Regions from separate parts of the Triticum aestivum genome. Here region 1 is linked to region 2. The links are chromatin contacts, called in public Hi-C maps. All regions are on one chromosome and are shown on one strand. The core of a region is the stretch at or near the end of the contact, and the rest is flanking DNA. Distances in the headings are between cores, read along the strand shown. Region 1 holds the start of LOC123121618 (BTB/POZ domain-containing protein NPY1). Region 2 holds the start of LOC123124854 (arginine decarboxylase 1-like).

Region 1 (2,700 bases), core at 83-2,582, 240 kb before region 2:
CAACAAGAGTATTTTTTAAATCAGAGGACTGCCCGTCACTGTAAACCGAACCGTATAACAGGCTAGCGTGCAGGATGAAGACAATGGGATGGACACGAACAACTAATCCCGAGAGAAACAAGGAATGCCAGCTCGAGGGATCAGTTGGAGAAACTCCGTTCTGCTACTAGTGGTATCATAGTGCTAGATCCAGTTGAGAGAAGCGTAGAGAGCCACACATGTAGGAAGCATAAACAAAAGAAGGCAGGCAGAGGGGACAGGACAAGGCAGAAACTGGTAGAGATAGATAGAAACGGCGCACACAGCCTAGCACTCTGCACTTCCCAAGAACCCATAGTCAACTCACGCCGTGACTCGAAATGAAACAGTTATTATATGGTGCATTAGCAATCGAACAAGGGACTAACCAAGATCCAAGTGCAATGCCAGGCCCAAAACTCGACATAAACTGGTAGAGGAAGAGGCGCGAGGAGACGGAGAGATTGGTTACTGGGCAAGCATGACAGTCGGAGTAAGAAGGTGGTGATGCAAGAAGAGCGGTTCCCGAACGGCCGCCATTCTAGAAGCTCTGGTCTTCCAAAGGGACGCACACGGCACGAATAAGCTTGCAAGAATCTCATTCTCACCGGAAGCACCAGCCAGCAGAAGAAAGAGGATGACGGCGTCTGTGGCAAGAATCTAGCGGGGAAACGCGCCTAGCTACGTGTAGAACAAGAGGCGAAGGAGATGGACGAGAAGAGGTTCTGCTCCGCCGCCATGAACCGGAGAAGCGGCGGTGCGACCAAGGAAAAACGTAAGACACCAAACAGTTTGAGCAGGAAGGAAGCAACGCTAGATAGCGGTAAGGAAAAAAGAAAAGAAGGGAAGAGGGTGACTGACCTGACGTCGGCGCCGCCGGACTGGAAGGCGTCCGGCTTGGAGCCCAGCTTCATGAACTTCATCTTCTACCTCCCTCCCTCCCTCCCTCTCCGTTGGGCAGCCTCTAGCTCCCTCACGCCCTCGCAGAAGACCTCACTGTCTGTCTGACGCTCGCTCAGGCTGGGTGTTTTCTTCTTCTTCCCATGCACTTCCTTGGCACCCCGGGACGGCGCGAGAGAGAAGCAGCGGGAAGCAGAGCACGGACGAAAAAACCCACCAGCAGTACGCAGCGGCAGCAGGGGAAGAGAGAGGCGCGGTTGGGTTGGTGTGGGGGAGGCTTAAACGCAGCAGCAGCAATTAAAGAAGGGGATATGGAGGGAGGGAGGAGGAGGCGGCAATGATGGTGATGCCGTGGCGTGTGAACCATGGAAGGGGTGGTGGTGGTATTATTAACTCCTCCTCGGCCGCTGCTCTGCTCTGCTCTCTGCTCTCTGTGGCTGCCAAAGCCGCCTCCTCCTCCTGCTTGCTCCGTCGCAATGTCAATGACTCAACGTGGGGTGGGCAGGACGTGGTAGTAGCAGTATCTCTCTCTCTCTAGCCTTTTCCTCTGCGTCTGCTCTTCTTTCCCTTCGCTTCAACGCACTAGCAATATGTTAACTCGCCCCCAGCTGCTGCTGCATGAAAACCACACGGCGATGATACTTTTCGGGTTAGGAAAAGGCATAATATTTCCACTGTTTCATGTTAATTTAGTCCCAGGATTATCTAGCCGGGCTAATTATCCGTTTAGTCTTTTGATGTGTGCGGGTGCGGCAGAACTTTACAGGGAAACGGGTGGGGTGGCGCGCTCCTGCCCCTGCCCCTGCCTGTCGTGTGCGAGTGCGAGTGCGAGAGGAGCGCCTGTGTGCCTCTGTCCCTGTGGTGGGGAGTAGAAAAGAAAAGAAAAGAAAAGAAAAGAGAGAAAAGGTGCAACAAACAATCTATCTGCGCGCAGCGTTACCAGCGGCAGCAGCAGCGCGGCACAGGTCGCTTTCCGTGTGCGGCGCGCTCCAGTTTCACAGACGGAACATGCCCAGTAATAACGATGCACAGCAGTGCTCTGTTCCCTGTGAGTTGTATTGTAGGAGTATATACTACTGCCTCCGCCCGAAATCAAAACCGATGTATGTAGACGTTTGAGCGTCAACTAATTTCGGATGAAGAAAGTACTCAGTCAAACGCAACGCAGTCGTTCCATGTTCACCTTTTGAACGGCGGTGAAGCTGGACTTTTCCTTGAGCAAGAAGCACCGGGCCAGGTCAGTTGCGTCACCCGCGAGCAAATAAAAACTTTTGAAAAACGCAGCGCAGGATCATCTGCCCGTATCAGAACAACAATTAGTTAATGAACCAGCAAAAGGTGGCAGCACCATCCATCCGTAGCCCTCGGTTTGTCACGCATTCCCACCGGCGCACCACGCCCGCCCGCCACCTTTCCACGCCCCGCCCGCCGTCGGCCGGCCGGCGCGCACGCCACGTACCAGCGCGCCCCCCGCCGGTACGTGTCCGCGCGTCCTCCGCCCCTGTTCTTTTAGTTAAAAGGGCTCAGAGACGGCGGTCCAATGAGCGAGCGCAGGATGATGCTCTCCGTCGGCCGGCGCCGATGCGGCCATGCGTAGCGTACGGAGCAACCGTTTATGTATTGGGGGGTGCGCATGGGCATGGCACCGGGCGCGCGCGGGCTGATGGTGTCAGGTCGATCGCGCGGGGACTTTTGTTAAACGGGGGGCAGAGAATCTCGGTCAAACGACGGGGGCGGTTTAACTTTGTGGCTAAACAAATCACCACCCTACCGGCTTTGCGA
Region 2 (2,891 bases), core at 205-2,704:
TAGGGCTGTTTGGTTTGCGACTATGGTTGCCACATGTTGCCACATCTAAGGTTAGGCAACTTTGATCAACTTATAAGGGTGTTTGGTTCAAGCCTTACCTTAGACAATATATTTTTTGTCACACTAGGGCCCCACATGACATACATTCAAAAAGTGTGGCAAGATTCCCTTAGGCTTGACAACTTGTGGCTCTCATTTTGAAGAACTAACCTTAACCAAGGAGGTAATAGCACCCTAGGTACCCTAACTTGCACACGACGTGATGATTTAGTCCCAAACTTGCAAAACTTGACCAAACCATATCTCAACTTGCACTCCATGTGATGATTTAGTACCTGGCCAATCACAGCTCGCCAATTGGCTGCCAGGTGGGTGGACCGGTCAGCGCGCGCACTTTTGCAGAAAACCCCCTGTTGTTTCCCTGAATCAACCCGCGGTATAGGATGATCGCGGACATTTCTTTCGGTGATCAATTCGTAGCGAGTTGAAAGTTCAGACAACGACACGGCCTACATCTCGCAGGTTTGCCTGCACGAGATGGATTTGTCCTCTCTGCTCCAGACCACGAAACCTCTCTCGCAGTGCGGCCCGTCGCTCTGGGAGACGCGCACCACGCTCGGCCCGCCGAACAGGTTGTGCAAGCCGCCGAGCGCCTCCTGGTAGGCGCCGCCCAGGAACATGCCCAGGTAGTAGCCGCGGGTGCCGTGGGTGGGGAGCTCGTGCAGGGGGAGGCTACTCCTGCCGCCGATGAACTGGTCCACCTTGCCGTCGCTGTCGCAGGTCAGGTCCGAGAGGACGCCGTCCACGGCGGGCCGCTCCTGGAGGCGCTGGATGGGGATGATGGGGAAGAGCTGCTCGATGGCCTACATGTCCGGCAGCGAGGTGAACACGGACAGGTTGATGTGGTACCTGCGCGGCCCCTCCGCCGCGCCCATGCCGCGGGCGACGATCTCGCAGAGCCCGTCCACGGCGGCGAGGTGCTCTAGCCCGAGGACCCCCTCCTTGAACTGCTCGGCGCAGTGCCGCTTCAGCTGGTCCGCGTACAGGCCGCAGGTGTCGAAGTCGCCGCGCACGGCCGAGACCATGAGGTTGCGGTAGTCGCTGCGGCAGTCATCGGTGAGCTCGTCGAGCAGGTAGGCGGTGGCCGGGTCCATCATGTTGGAAGTCGGCGCCGTCGCGGAGAAGGCCTCGAAGATGAGGACCGAGTGGTGCGACACCAGCGCGCGGCCGCTCTCGCTGCAGATGACAGGGTGTTGCACGCCCTTGCGGTCGCAGACGCGGCCGACGGCGGCGACCACGGCCGCCGCGTACTCCTCCAGGCTGTAGGCCACCGACATGTCAGTCTGCGCCGAGTGCGTCCCGTCGTAGTCGATGCCGAGGCCTATGATTAAGAACAAGGATAGTAAATTGATTGATGTCTTTGTCCAGGCACGTACGCGCGCCGGACACATCATTTGGAGATCGAACACAACCACAACCCTGCCAATCAATTGAGAGAGATAGTCCCACCGGCTCGGCTCGTTCTTGGCTACCTACCTAGCTCGACGGAGCCTCTCAGTGCCCGGAGACGACTACGGAGTACGGACAACCCAGGCGGCAACGAGATGCACGCCGACGAGCGCCGCCGCGATGCAGTAGTTGACGACGATGTCGCAGGAGAGCTCCAAGACCAGGGCGGAGAGGGCAAGGAACGTCGAGGTTAAGGTGAGGTTGAGGCCGACGATGAACATGGCGCGCATCTCCCAGTCCCACCCAGCGGCGCTCAGGTCGTCGGCCGCCTTGCCGAGCCAGGAGAGTACCCCGGCGGCCGCGGAGGCGCTGAGGACGAGGGTGTAGCGCACCTGGACCGCGAGCTCCTGGAGGTCCATCCTCGTTGCTCTTCCGCAGCCGGGGAGACGGCTGAAGTCCGCCATCCCGACGACGAACATGACACTTAGGAGGCAGAGCACCACAGGCGCCATTTCCTTGTAGAGCGCCGACGAGAGGTCGGCCGACCAGGCGGCCATCTCGGGCTTCTCGGCGGCAGCGGCCGCGATGACGGCGGCGGGGCCCAGCAGGGGAGCGACAACGTGGAGGTGAGCGCGGGTTGATTAAAGAAAACAGCAGGGGGTTTCTGCAAAAGTGCGTACACTGACCGGGCCAGCCACCTGGCTGCCAATTGTCGAGCTGTGATTGGGCTGGGACTAAATCATCACATGAAGTGCAAGTTGAGGTATGGTGTGATCAAGTTTTACAAGTTTGGGACTAAATCATCATGCTGTGTGCAAGTTAGGGTACCTGGGGTGCTATTACCGCTTAACCAAGTGTGGCAAGAAATGTGTGGCAACATGTGGCACTCCTAGGCCTAGAATCAAACAGCTCCGTACTGTCCTTGAGATACCGAAAAGATGCACTGTTCCTTTTTTTTTAAAACAAAACTGAGATGTTACTGTCCTGCTTCTTCGTCGCGATGCTCGGGCGAACCCCGTCCCGTACCGAGCCAGTGCTACCTACCTAGGTCTAGTAACCTAGCTGATCTTGGCGTTTTGCACCGGGAAAGGAACAAGGCAACAAGACCAAACAAACAAAAAGCCGGATCAAAACCAAAAGCAAGCCCCCCCTGGCCGGGCAATGATTGCGGGGTTAAAAGTGGGGGTCAAGGCCTCGGTCAAGGACGGGTTGGAACTCCACTCGATCATCCATTCCTCTCCTCCTCCGTTCTCCATCATCGTCTCCACTGGGTCTGAGATAAGGATCGGGTCGAGGCCATTGCGGGGGTGCATCATGAGCAATCATGCACGCAGATGCAGACGCAGGGCAGTCGCACTCACGGGAATGTAGTCGTGGTAGCGGTGGTACGTGGAATCTCGCAGATTTCATCATCGCTCGCCTCAAGGAGCACCACACCCCGT

What was found. A called contact is a pair of places that touch in the nucleus more often than the background predicts.
Region 1: a contact with region 2 is called in a Hi-C map of leaf, with 9 times the contacts expected there. The contact joins the promoter of LOC123121618 here to the promoter of LOC123124854 in region 2. A contact is called at or near these places in 5 of 5 Hi-C or Micro-C datasets (leaf, root and an unstated tissue) and 1 of 1 datasets of contacts at active chromatin or transcription factors (leaf).

Annotation. Positions count from the first base shown.
Region 1 is chr5D:341,632,650-341,635,349 of IWGSC CS RefSeq v2.1, reverse strand. LOC123121618 (BTB/POZ domain-containing protein NPY1) reads right to left here and starts at 1,332. Exons shown (of 4, transcript XM_044541636.1): 1 at 880-1,332. The coding sequence starts at 941.
Region 2 is chr5D:341,392,415-341,395,305 of IWGSC CS RefSeq v2.1, reverse strand. It overlaps LOC123124854 (arginine decarboxylase 1-like), which reads right to left and starts at 1,454. Exons shown (of 1, transcript XM_044545403.1): 1 at 247-1,454. The coding sequence starts at 1,454. The coding sequence ends at 864.